2 separate regions of the Anas platyrhynchos genome follow, and region 2 is linked to region 1. A link is a contact called in public Hi-C data. All regions are on one chromosome and are shown on one strand. Each heading gives the region's core, a stretch centred on a gene start, on an enhancer-like site or on the middle of the called end of the contact. The rest is flanking DNA. Distances are from core to core; before and after follow the strand shown. Region 1 overlaps LOC113842858 (a long non-coding RNA gene). Region 2 overlaps LOC113842858 (a long non-coding RNA gene).

The links. A called contact is a pair of places that touch in the nucleus more often than the background predicts.
Region 2: a Hi-C map of F1 follicle shows a contact between it and region 1, with 4 times the contacts expected there. The contact joins two enhancer-like sites. A contact is called at or near these places in 5 of 8 Hi-C or Micro-C datasets (F1 follicle, F5 follicle, liver and 2 more).

The regions. Positions count from the first base shown.
Region 1 is chr2:42,739,748-42,746,715 of IASCAAS_PekinDuck_T2T, forward strand. The region is part of intron 2 of LOC113842858 (a long non-coding RNA gene); the gene reads right to left. Among named protein-coding and RNA genes, the nearest start is that of CHST9, 40 kb to the left of the region's middle. Within about 2 kb of position 4,739, at least 3 of the 8 cell types and tissues checked have an H3K27ac peak or open chromatin away from gene starts, as enhancers often do. A contact at or near this core is called in F1 follicle, where this site is marked.
Region 2 is chr2:42,820,226-42,827,192 of IASCAAS_PekinDuck_T2T, forward strand. The region is part of intron 1 of LOC113842858 (a long non-coding RNA gene); the gene reads right to left. Among named protein-coding and RNA genes, the nearest start is that of CHST9, 120 kb to the left of the region's middle. Within about 2 kb of position 3,161, at least 1 of the 8 cell types and tissues checked has an H3K27ac peak or open chromatin away from gene starts, as enhancers often do. A contact at or near this core is called in F1 follicle, where this site is marked.

The sequences.
Region 1 (6,968 bases), core at 3,489-5,988:
TCCACAAAACTTGGGAGTAGGTGGATGACCTTCCTGTTTCAATCTGTATTCCAGATTGTCTAAACAAGCAAATAATTATTCTTATTTTAATATTTTATTCAACACTTCCTCTTCTGGTTTCATTAAAACAGCGAATTATCATAAAAAGCAACGGAACAAGAAGAAAACTCCGACTTTGTTTTTCTTGACAAAACTGTCATTGACTTCAAGAGGAAAGAGATCCAATCTTTTTCTGCAGTGCTAATCTAAATCCCCGCAAAACTGATGTATTTAAATTTTGCACTAGGACACATCTAGCACTATCAAGCCTCCTTTGAAACAGCAGTATTTCAACTGCTATTACTCTGAGCAATGGCAATTACAGGCTTGCTTCTGACATCTGTGTATGTTTCAAGGCTGAGCTAAAGTGGATCTTGGTAAAACACTATTTGTGGCACCAGGGTTACCTTGCATATGACAGCTACCATCTCCACTTTCATCTCCCCCTGAGAGCATCCTCTTTGATGGCTTTCAGCAGAATGAGTGATCCCAACACCTTTCCACATAGACTGCACAGCGAACCCCAGAGCAGTGAACCAGAGGGAAAAATTGCTTTCTGTAAGAGTTTCTCTCTGTCAGAGATCACGGCTGGAAATATTTTAGAGAGTATGTCAGGAGAAGCCACTTCCATCCCAAAAGCACTGTTGCTTGGCAGGGACTTAGGACTGGTTTGACAAGTGTAGGTAAGACACAGTATTGTATATTGTTGTAGTTAGGAAGCTAACAGTTAGAAGAAGTAACATGATGTGGTTTAAAGGCAGTATTTGACCTACTTTCAAAGGTAGCAAATGTCTTTTAGCATATGGGGTCTTTGGAAGTTGGGCAGCTTTTATCTTTGTGTCATGGATGGCAGTGGATGTGTTGTCTCCACCCAACAAATGTAAAAAGCAGCAACAGTCTATTGAAGAATTCTCCCTGAAATCTAATGATCCGTTATTTATCACTGTTTATAAGTGCCCTTACTGTATATCTGCCGTGCTGTCATGGAAACAGCCTTTCAGACAGCCAATTAAGTGCAAATTAAAGTGACGCTGTCAAGATAAGCATATGTTAGAAATGAATTTCTTACCTGTTCCCACCAAAAAAAAAAAAAAAAAAAATCCCTCAAATACTTTTAATTCATAAAAATCTTATTTGTAATCATCTTTTTGGAAAAATAAAGACAGAAGATCTGTCATAAATACACAATCCAAGAAAAAACTGTGAAGCCGTTGCCTGCATTCGACCTGTATATAATGGATTGTGAGTGACTATAAGTGCATTTAATAGAATTACTTTGTGTTACTTTGCTTTGAATGCTTCCCAGACCTCACATATGAGCAGTAGATTATACCTAGGGCTGGATGCTAGCTATTTTCTTTTATGACAAAAAGGCATGGTAGTGTCTGCATTATGCCATCCCAGTCCTACCATTTGCCCAAAATAGTCAGGAGACTTGTCATCAGCTTCTCCATGGGTTTGGTTTCATAGCAGCTTTGAGGTCCTATGTCTTCCTCTCTCTTCACATGCCTTTTCCAGCTGCACCCCTGTGCACTTCCTTGTACTGACATAGATATGTATTTCATCTCCCAGTGACATGAAAGAGAAACACGAGAAGCGAACCTGGTCAGATGAGTACCAACACCAGTACATAACAAATGAGAAGAATAGGTTTCCTGGAACAGCATCCTCAACATAGGATGTGGCTCCACAAGATAAGAGCAAGGACAAGAAGGACTCCCAGATCAAGTCTCGTGCAGTTTAATCTTTCTCAACTGTTTAACTCTTAAAAAAAAAAAAAAAAAAGTGTTATCCCATTCACCAGAAAATTGTTCTGTTCCATAACCTTCAGTGTAGTTCCTTAAGAGATGCAGTCTTCCCTGCCACATCTCCAGTGTGTCCTCTCTTGGCATTGAAGTATATTCTTTCCATTATCCACATGGAAGCATTCAGAAGTGCAGTGCTGGAGTCAAGCTGTGCACACTTTCCTATCCTAGGGGATTGTCTGCTAGCACTTTGTGGTCCTATTAGAGCTTCTTGTTGCTGCCTTAGCAGTGCAAAAAGCTATGTTGCACAAGGGAATCTAGCCAACAGACCTGTACAAAAATGTTGTTCACATAAAGACAATGCAAAAGCCATCCCCAAAGTCACTGGAGTCAGACTCTAAAGTTACATAGAAAATAATAAAAATAAGAAAAACATCAAATCCTGTAAACTCTTCCTGTACTATTCTTACCTCAGGTGAAGAAGGTGAAACAGTAAATCAGTGTTAATATGCATGAAGACCTGAAGTGTGCAGCATCTTTCTCCAATGATATATGGTCAAGAAAACAGCTAATGAAAGTAATTATTTATAGCAAGCATAAAAGCATTGCTAGTTAGAACACAATAGGTGTCATCATCAATTTAACAAAAGCTTTTGAGAGTGATGCCAAGTTGGTGGTGCCTTACTGTGACTGGCTTGAACTGTGGAGAACTGCAGTTTTGTTTCAGATATCTGAAAACTCAGAGATTCAGAAAATTAACAGAGTAACAGCAGTAATCAAAACGAGGGAACCCTACAAAAATATAATGACCATAGACCTGTCAGCATCTTTTTCCTTTCTGCTCCTGTTGATCCCAAAGAAGAGCATACTGAATAAGGATCCATGATGGCTATTAAGCACAAAACAGAACTAGTGAAAATTTCTACCTATTCTAATTCTTTCACCTGGAAGTACCTAACATAATCAAGAAGATATCTCTGGAAATACAGTCATTTGAAAAGTAACACTTTTTAAAATATCACTTGATTTTATGACCAACATTTATGGATGCATTTTGGTTTTGCTTATGGTATTGCTGAAATTCAGCGTCCATAATAGCCATGTCAGGTGCCCTCACCCATTCAGCACAAACAATGTTGGCTTACTTATGTATCCATACTATACATTAATTCCTGCACTGGCTTGTTTTCCTCCACATGTGAATGAGTAATATTCCAGAATATACTTTACTTATGCCCTTTCAATTTCAAGTACACACTTCCATTAAACTTGCCTTAACTCATGATAAGCAGTTTTCCAGCAGCAATCTAAACCAAAATATTACACTGACGCAGCAACACTGTGTTACTTCAGGAACAGATGCTATCTCCCTGAAACAAGGTTTTTCTCAGGTCCCCGTGTATGTTTTAGGATCATCGTAGTCATTTCATGTTGTGACCCATGATGTTCTTCAAATGACCTCCACCGATGATCCCCACCTTCAGAAGCTCCAGACATCTATGCCACTCTTTTATCAAACAACACAGATGCTTAATTTATTCCAAAAGGTAATTCAAGAAGTCTCTAGTGACTTTATATGACTTTCAAAGCACTAAACATATTAGGCTTAGTTAATGTAAGACACCAGATCTACAGCTTGCCTCTGATTCAGAAATGCTTTGCATCTCTGAAGCCTTGAAGTAATCTAATCATATATGGATGTGTTCAAGTCTGCAGGAGCCACAACAGCCTTAAACTTTGTTCTGAATCCTTCATAATGCACCAGCCTGTGAGCTTGTCCATTTTGCTACTTTTACAGTAACTTTTTCACTCAACCTAATTTTGCTACTAATTTTGCTATATTTTTTTTTTTTTTTTTTTTTTCTTGAATTTGGTAAATATCTAAAGGGATAGAAATGTCAAACATCTGCATATAGTTCAAGTAGATATTCTATTTCTACCAGCAACATTACAGTATTTTTATATTAATCATGTCTTGAGATACTTGCAGTGATGATTAGTTATTCATATGCTAACTTCTTTAACTGTTGCACAACATTAAGCATACATCCGTTTTTATACAGTTTATGATCTCACAACCCATTTTATCCTTATTTTTAGAAAAAAGAATTTTAACAAATCAAACATTAAAAAAAAAAAAAATGCAAGAGCTGCTTGACTGCCAGGGTTACTTGTAGGAACATTGAATTCATCAACTTACAACTGTTGTTGCTATGTGATGTCGAATGCCCTTGGAATATTCTTTCCCCTTCCCTTGAATCTGGGCAGTGTGTCACCAGCTTTGAGCTCCTTGATGTGCTAGAATTTTATTTCAGAATTTATTGTAATCCTGTTTGCAGAGACTGTCTTTTCTTCCTTGTTAAAATTAAGCTACAGTGCATCATCTCTTATATCCTTCCCCCTGCAATTAGTTTAGATACCTGTACACGGAGAGGGTATCAGTTACCAGATTGCATTTCGGTGTATGCACAATAGTACAAAGTCAAAATATTCTGCCAGTTTATTAGCTAGCAAAGTGCAGACAAGAATGAAGGATGCAAACAGAGAGGAACACAAGGCTGCCATCACCTTGCAAGCACCCCTTCAAAGCTGCTTGTTCGCTCTCTGGGGTGATTGATTCCCAAACACTTTCTCTGCTCGAGCAGATGGGGTGGGATACATTTTGGGGTGGACCAGGGGAGCAAGGATGCTGTCCGGACCCTCTGTCCCCTGCTCCTTGTCCCCATGTCCCGAGGGCCGGAGATGACCCCGCAGCAGCAACCTCGCTACCTGCCGCCCGCAGCTCTGCAAGGGAACCCGCCGGGCTTGCTGGCATTTTCATGTGCTTTTTGTGTTTGTTTTATTTTTAAACGCTAGGTGTCACTAGCATCCTCCTAACGCAGCCTGCTGAAAGTCGCTCCCCTCCGCTTGTTCGGTCCAGTGCCCAAACGCAGCAGGCTCTTATCAGTGCCTTCAGGAGCCCAGCAAATCCTGCTCAGCTCAGGGATGAAGGTGTCTGCAAAGCACACGCAACACAGGGTGGGTGCCTGAAACATGTATGTGCATGGGAAATAGCAGGAGCAAGTATGTTCACAAGTGCAACTTGCTCTGCTTTTGTGCATTGTCAGGCAGCCACATGGCTACAGAAAGAAAATCTTACATACCCAGTGAGAAAGGATTAATCACCCCTGTTATCACACCACTAGGCAAAAGGCTACTGTGCATGGTCTTGTTCCTTCTCTGAAGGAGAATAGCTGTCCGGCACAGTGATCATGTCATCCCTGCTTATGCGTACTATGGAAAACACAAAGACGAGCTTTGCAGTGTGTGAAACAAGGACGAGCCATAAACGGGAGTGAAATTTTAGCTCTAGTATAATCAAATTCAAATATTGCCAGAGGTATAAAAAAAAAAAAAAAACGATCGTGATCATGAAACAAGCTCTGAATAAATGATCTGGAATATTTTTCTACCCTTTGGGTACATTTTAACAAGTTCTTTGTACCGAGGTTTATGTAACATGCTCCAGTGTCATTATACAACCTCAACTTCTACACAGGCTTTTCCCCTTCTCTTCAGCAAGTCTGTGGCTGGTAAGAGCAGCGAGGAGTCCTGGCACAAGTAAGGGAAACACAAGAGATGCTCAATGGTGCACTAGAAAGTACCTTTCAGTTTTGATGATAGCTTTTGGAAGGAATTAAGGCATCCTCTTCTCAGGACCTACTGCCAGATACTGAAAAATGTGCAGGGTGAAATGCAGACTGGCATCAGGCAGCACAGTAGCTGTCCCTCAGCCCAAAAGTCAAGGAGAACTGGAAGTGGCCTGACATGGAAGTGGCCTGTCTGTCTAAGAACTGGCAAGACCTTTCCCTACCTGTTTTGTTGTTGTTGTTGTTGTTGCTGTTTGGTTTGGGGTGTGTGTGTGAGAGAGAGATAATGACCAGGTAGCTGGAGATTTGCCCTCAGTTTTTAATAACATTCAAAGTGGCACACAAATGGCCAAGATGCAGTCTGACCTGTAGTATATGTGCTGGGTATCATATACTGTGCTAAGGATAGTCTCATTTAATGGCTTCAGAAAGTCTGAAGAGCAATTAGAAATGCTAAGGTTAGCACTAAGGTGCTATTTATGCCTACACAGGGCTAATCACGTCCAGCTTCTACTCCAGACACATCCAGTGTCCATCTTCACAAGTTATGTCTGCCTAGGCAGGAAGCCCAGTGGCTCATCTCCATCCTCACACAAGACATCCAATGGAGGTTTCCTGCTCATTCCAAACAATTTTGGGCATGCAGGACATACATAATTTTCACTTCATCTTTTAAAGCATCATCCACTCCTGTGCCTTAAGGAACACATAAAGAACCTTATGAAGAATCAGCCACGTTAAGCCAAATGACAATGATTAAAAACCTCAAAAATTGCTTCCTTCCAAAAATAAAGATACACCCAAGTCCAATTTTCCCTCCATCCCCACCTCCCTCTCCATGCTTCAAAATGCTGACTAAGGAACTGTGTTTCATTTTGTGCTCTAAAGACCCAGCACCTCTGGCCCCAATCTAAAAGCTTGTTACCCAGGGACCAGCAGTCTATCTGTGCTGCAGGCTTGGGGCTGTCAGTAAAAACATAAAGGCAGAGACCAATCTGTCTCATTCTGGCTAGGCATGAAATGAAAATGAGTAGAAAACAAATGATGCTGTTTGAGATAAAACTATCCAAGGATGAAATCTGTAATAAGTCCTGTATTTCTGAATTCTTCACTTTCTTTATGTTTTCATTGTGAATAAAGTTACCATATCAAATTTGGAGTTCATTTACAAAGAAATCAAACAAGTAAAATTGTTAAAATATATTATAAATTTATATAAAGGATTATTGTATACAATTATATTTTTTAAAAAATTCTATCAATTTTGTACATTCAAATGTGTTCCATTTAGAAGGCAAACTAAGCTTTGTTTTTCTCCCAGAATTAGCCCAGCTTTTTAATCAAAGGAAGTACACTGATATTCAAAATTTTGCCAATCTCTTTGTTCTCCCTTCCTAATGTAGAGATTTTCTCTAACGACTTTTTCAGACTGCCAAGCACTGATACAGCAAGCAAAATGATACATTTGAAAATCTAATGCAGCTTTTAAGGATGATAATGCTCATGTGTGCATACTTCAGAAAATCATTTGTTTACTTGTCTTGAAGAGCTTATC
Region 2 (6,967 bases), core at 1,911-4,410, 79 kb after region 1:
TTTGGGGAGGGCTTACTGCAGAACCACAGGAATATATACTTAAGATGGATGGAAAGCATTAAATAGATTTTTATTTTGGTCTTTTTTGTTGTTGTTGTTGTTTTGTTGTTGTTGTTTCTTTGTTTTGTCTGGCACAGACATTACTGGTGCTAACTTGTATTATAATATTTTGGGGAATTTTCTCAATGTGTTTCACATTTTATGAAGTGTTGCCCTATATGTCTTGAGGATTGCCTATATTTTTTTATTCTGACTCTAACAAAAGTGCAAAAAGTTTTCATATGCATGGAGCAGTCCTGTACAGGACTTCTCTAGCCTTTTCAAAAACATGAGTGTATAAGAACTAGTTTTTTAAAGGTATTTAGGAAGCTATCTCCCAAAGAAATAAGGGCAAGGTAAGCGTTTAACTATTTTGAGGATTTTGTCCCAAAAAAGGATCCTTTCAGAGGTAGCTGCTACATGCCGCGTTCCAGTGAAAGCTAAGCAGAAACAAATTTCAGTCTGAGGGCCAACTTTCAATGAAAAAACACAACTGAGAAAATTGCTAAGAGGCTGTAGACTATGGGAATTTCTGGAGGGATTTTTTTTTGCTTTGTCTATACCTCTCCACATTCAAAGTTTCAGAACCTCATGAATTGAGATGGCCTTGAGCTTCAGCACCTGTCTGGCTTTTTGATATTTCTTGATCATATCTCATTTAATGCAACCTGAATTGCATTAATTAATGAATTAATGCAATCTCTGAATGTAGAACTCCAACTTGGTTGCACAAGTCCACATATTCACCTAAATGAAGTCAGTGATGTTAGTTTAGAGAAAAGCAATTTGCCAATGAGCATCATTGCCAATCTACATTATAGCCCTTGCATTAGATTTTGTCCAGGGTCTCAGGTTCTTCTGTGCAGCTGGCTAGAGACCATCCTTTTCCCTCTGAACAGTTGACTCAAATCTATACAATTAACATAAGCATGAGCCTTACAAGGGCTAGGAAAAAAAAAAAAAAGAAAGAAAGTCTGCAAATCATGCTGCCTCTAAAAGGAAATGAAAATCTCCTTCATTGCCTTAACAGTAAAGGACAGGAAGAAAAACAAACAAACGAAAAATCCATGTAAATATTTGACCAAATTTACACAATGGTTATACATTGTTTGTGAACACTTCTAAGTTTTCAGGTTGGGGACATTTGCAGTCAGTGATGACACCCTGTTCAAAGAACCTCTGAAGGTAATAGAAAAAGGACATAGATAATCCTGAATAGTCATTCATAATATTAACCTTATTTGTTGACAGAAAGAAAGACAAATGCAAGCAGTATTGTGATCCTTACTAACCCAGTTCCACCTTGATATCAAATGTTTTCTCCTAAAAGCAGCAGCAACAGGTGGAGAAAGCAACTGTACAAAAGTTTACAAAACTGAGTTTTGCATAAGCCACAGCTGAATTTTAGACTTCTGGAAACATACATTTTACTGAATCATTTTGGCCATGACTGTTAGAGTTATAATTTAAATTTTGTTAAAATAATATTTGCAAGTAAGCACATTGGAGATGTAAGAGTGCACTGAAGCAGCACATCCAACAGGTTCACTAACATTGTTTCAAGAGAGTCCAGAACAGAGAGTCCAGCTTCCAGCCATTATCAGTATTAATTTAGTGAGCATTAATTTGTCCTGCAAAATATTTCTGACTGGAGCAATAACAAGGACAAAACAGGAATATTTCTCTTCCAGTGCTCAACTGACAGGGAGGAAACAGAGCAACAAGGTGACATTGTCCAAAACATGCCATATAGGTCAGTATTTGACAGGGCTCACTACAGCACTTTTTCATCTTCTTCTGTGATATCCATGACTTTAGTATCTAAATTTTCAGCCTATTGGGGAAAAAAATAGGGGACAGGTTATACCACCAAAATAGGAAATCCTACTGAAAATTCAAAATAGAAAAAAAATTAAGCATCTTTCTCCCTCAAGGAGCTTGCACTCACAGCATATTGAATAATTTAGCTTTTGTTTACAATAAAAGGAGAGAAAACCTATGTCATATGCAAATGTGTTGTTGTGACCACATCAGAGATTGCATAAGAGTACAGAAGGATGAAATTTGCTTGCATTATTTGTTCAAGAAATTTCTAGAACAGCCAGGCATTATGCATAATTTGTGGGGCAAGCATGCAAACTTCCAAAAGAGGATGTCAGTTTGACCTCCAGTCACTTTTACACTTTGGAAAAGCTTAGCATGATGACAAACACTCAAACTGAGAATTGCTGCACAGAGTGTCTGTCTTAATCTGCTGATTATCTTGGATTACTTTTCAGATCTTCCCTGGTTTAGCAGCTTCTGTCAAGCTGTGTGTAAAGGAGATCATATGGAGATTTCTTCTACTAGTCATGGAGATGTCACTTGTTCACTGACTAGCTGGCGGGTTTTCATGGCAAGTCTGCTCACTCATCGGAAATTTTGCCTGTTGCCTAAGTGACCGGTAATCCACTTGAAGAATGAAAAAGAAGTTACTGATGTGCCAAGGGACTCTGTCTAGAAATGAGAAATATTTGACAGTGGAAAAATATGTGTTTGTAGGGTTGTTTGGTTCATTTTTCCAGGGAGACCTGAAATCACAGAAGGCAGACAGAGATCACTAAAACTCTTTTGCACATAGATTAACTTGTAATTCACTTATTCGTGCATGTGGGAATTCAGCTTCGCAGACCAACTTCCTTCAGCAATAATGCGGTTTATGCTTCTTCTCTTGTGTTTTAATAAAAGTCATGGGATTAAAAACCCTCCCTAGTGACTGTCATCCCAGTGCTGAAATGTAAGAAAATGGATTGCACACAGTACCTAGAAACCACAGTGACTGATTTTTTAGGAAAAAAAAAAAAAAAACAAAAAAACAGAGGAGATCAGTTGTAATGCGACATGGCTTCTCATGGGATACACTAATCCCGCTCAGAAGAATTAGTTTATTTGACTCAATTGCTCCTTTGGGACTTGCAAATAATGCACATTAAAGTGATACGTATTTGCATGGTATCAAGAACAGTGTCATTTATGCTTTGAGGTGTTTCATAATGTAAACTCAAATTATGGAGAAAATTCTAGTCACATTAACGTAGCATTATACGAAAGCAGCAACTGTTTTACAGGAGAAGCAGTGAACTTAATCTTGTTTGGTATTTATACACACTCTGGGCCTGGACCATAACAGTGAGTCCTGGGCATTGCAGTTATACAAACAAAATGATATTTGGAGGTTACAGCAAACCCTTTTTCATCAAGTTTTTATTCTCCTTGCACTGAATAACCAAATGAGACATAAATAATGCAGAACCGTGTCCTCTTGCTTTTATAACAGTGCCTATATCTTACCCCTGTCTCAGTGCCTCTGCTGCTCTTACTCCTCTGTATAGTGCCTGGCAAATAGGCAGTCCCATAATTTCCAGTAACAAGAGATACTACACTGTGTGAGCAAGAGTGGCAGAATGGGCCCTGAATAATGGAAAAATATCATCACTGCTTATGGGCTCACTGCTACTCTGACAGCTACAGACTACTGAGCATTACTATGGAAGGCCACATGAAAAACAGATTGAAGGACAGGCACTCAAGTGTATTTCATGAGAGACTGGGAAGAACAAGACGGAGAAGATAATCTCATTCTTTAGGGAAGATAAGACAGGCTGTTTAAAACAATGTAGCCTTATCTGCTTTAAGTAACAAGTAGTAACACCCAATTTAACAAGCATTGCTTACTGTAGGAAGCTTAATTACTCTTCAGAATACATTCAATACAAAATTTCTCAAGCTGATTGCTTCAGCTGAATGTCAATGTATTATGTCCTAGCCACTTCAGTAGAAACTGCTGTGCAGCAGCCAAATTTTCTTCTGCTCCATAAGTGACATGTGATGAAAAATTATTTAATGAGCTACTGCATTTTGCATCTGTGTAAATATCTTTCATGTAAACGTGCATTACAGATGATCAATGTGGCTTCCTCAGTGCTAAAAACAGTCAGCAGTTTTGACTGTCTGAGCTACTTGAGGGTGTAGTGAGAAGAGATTTAGAGCTGATTCTGCAGCAGTTTATTCTGATCTAATCCCAGCCTGCAAAAGACCCAACTCTCCCCCTCCCTCCGGCTATCCTTCCCCTTCCACTGCCAGTGAGGCTCTGCCCCATCTCCTACCTCACAAGGCAGTGCTGACCCCAGTGCCAGTGCTGCATGAACCACAGAATAACTTGCACCACAGAAATGACAGCACCATCTCTACGGACAGTGGAGAAGCATGGTAGGGGCAAGTCAGAGTAGGGCAAAACCCAAATAGGCAAACCCAGAGAAATATTAAGAAGAAAGAGGATTGTGGGAGAGATGGCTGGGGCTGATGGTACCTCCAGCAAAATGGGTTAGTTACTGGGCTGAAGCATGGGAAGATGCTTCTGGATACCTCCTGGGGAATGGAATGGGAGGGCTTGAGCTGAAGTAGGTGGCATGGTGGTGGGATGGAGGCAGCATAGAGGAGCAGAGTGCACATGCTACAAAGGGTGGAAAACAGTGATCAGAAAGCACCATGGAAAAGACAGCACACTTTTGAGCCCTTTCTGCCCCATAGTCCAACATATTCTTTAAGGTTTGCAGTTGCTTCTAGGGAGAAGCATTGTCTTCCATTTTCTCAGCTATATAGCTGACTACATATATATTATATACATGTTATATATTACATATATATTTGTACTGTATAATATATACATATTCTTTTAGGAATGAAAACCCATCTTCAGGCCTTGTTTTGGCCTGATATGCAGGAGTGGTTTCCCTATGTGGGGCTGCCTCCAATTCTCATGATACTTGTGGTAAATGGTAAAACACAAATAAATTTGATTTATTCATTTCCAGTTTCATCTTCTAATCTTACTTATGCCTCAATACTTGACAAAATAAACTGACTTCATCTCCATTTTTATTCATTATGACCCAACAGCTGCTGGAGGAAATTAGGTGGTTGCACTTCTGAGCTCTGATCTAGTATAAGTAGCCAAATCACAATGCTTACCAGTGGTATCCTTATGCATATTGCACCTAATTGTGTAAATGTGTAATTTCAAGGCATTTAGGATTTAGGATTACTGGCACTGCCATGAGCTGAACCACATTGATTCTGCTCCAATGACTTTTGTGGAAACAGTGAAAGATTGGAAGAATTTTTGGAAGGCAATGGAAGATTTTCAGGACGTCAACTGTTTAACAAACAGGTTTCCACTGCAAATGGACATATTACCAGCCTTTGTAAACAAGTCTTAATTGGGTTTTGAGTTATAGTTTGGCTACATGAAAAACCCTGAATTTGAAAGAGGAGTTTGCAGCATGAACAGGAGTCTGCTACAATGAAAACTATTTATATTCTTTTTCAGAGGTCCTAGTCATAAGTGATTTCATCTGGTGCTGGTGGGTTTAGGTTTTAATCAGCAATGAAAGCAAGTGAAAGGTTACATGGTACTCCACTGAGCCAGCTTATTTAAGTCATTGAAAGATGGAAGTATGAATGACTAAAGAAGCGTAAGACATTTGGAAAACCATTGTGTATTCCCACGAAGAAGAAAAATGAAAATAGTATATGAAATCATGCTGCTGCACTGCTAATTATAGGAAGCACAGTTAGTCTTTCTTTGTGAGGGCATCTCACTAACTCTGACAGCTAAGACCAATGATGGTCATTCTCAGAACTCTACATCACTCACTTGTCTTCCTGCAAAAAAGTATAGTTCAGTCTCTACAATGTTAAAAAAACAACTGCATCTGGGAATAACCAGAGCAACAGGCAACACATATGTCAGATAAAGTAAGAAGATGTTGGTTTTGGAGCTTGACCTCACCCTAATCTCCCCCAGAAGGAAGAAAACAGCTCAACAAATTGTCTTTGCCCTGGGCTCTGCTCCCAAGAACCAGGTGATGCCCACTCAGATGGGACCTGTCAAGAGAAGAAAACCTCCTGCCAGAAGAAAACATTAGTAGGCAGCTTGTTCCCCAGGTCTGTCATCTGCCCAGCAAAGTTTGCAGTAATTGCAAAATATATTTCTGAGAGGGTTTCTTCTGTTATGCTTGTCACAACTCTGACATGTTAAGTAGGGGCAAAGATCAGGACAAACATGACATGTGCCCTAAAGACAAATCACTGTCCAATTCTCCTCCAGCTACAAAGCATTGGCAACAATCCCAAATTCTCAGCAGATGATACATAGGCCATGCATCCTTCCGTATCCTAAACCCTGATGAGTCTGTCATTCTTACAGCAATTACAATATTAGGTCAAGTTAAAAGAAGGAATCCAGGACTGTGAGGCATGAACAGATGACAAACTGAAGAAATTTGGGTTTGGATAACATGTCAAGCACTCTACTTGGAAATCAAAACAAAATTAATTTCTATGTCTTCATTACTTCAGACAACAGGATCACTACAGCTCAACTTGCTGGCTGAAAACCCACTGCTGCCACCCGGTGTTACTATACCAGCATTGACCTGGATTTATCGAGAAGCAGCTCTGGACTTTGCATGCAATACTACCAGCTTTGGGAAAGGTGCTTACAGGGTCTAGCAGGAGAGAATAAAGGTACAGGGAATGTATGTACAGGCTTAGTGTTAGTGTGTATGATTCGGGCTATCTGAGGCATGGTGTTGTGATGGTCTAAAAAAATCACAGTAAATTACAAGAAGCAACTGTGGATGTTCAGTTGTTGACGAGAAGAGATCTGTAGATGGACTATTTTATTTAATTGGAAATCACACACAAGTATATTAAATCCATAGGAAATGAATGCAGAGAAAGTTAGTAACAATAGAACACTTTTTTTTTTTCTTTTCTTTTTTCATTTAGGTAATCCACTTTCTTTCAAGTTACATTTCATGGATTTTCTTTAGCAGTGCTGCTTTGCTAAGCAAAACATAATGCATTTGTTACAGCCTAGGGAATG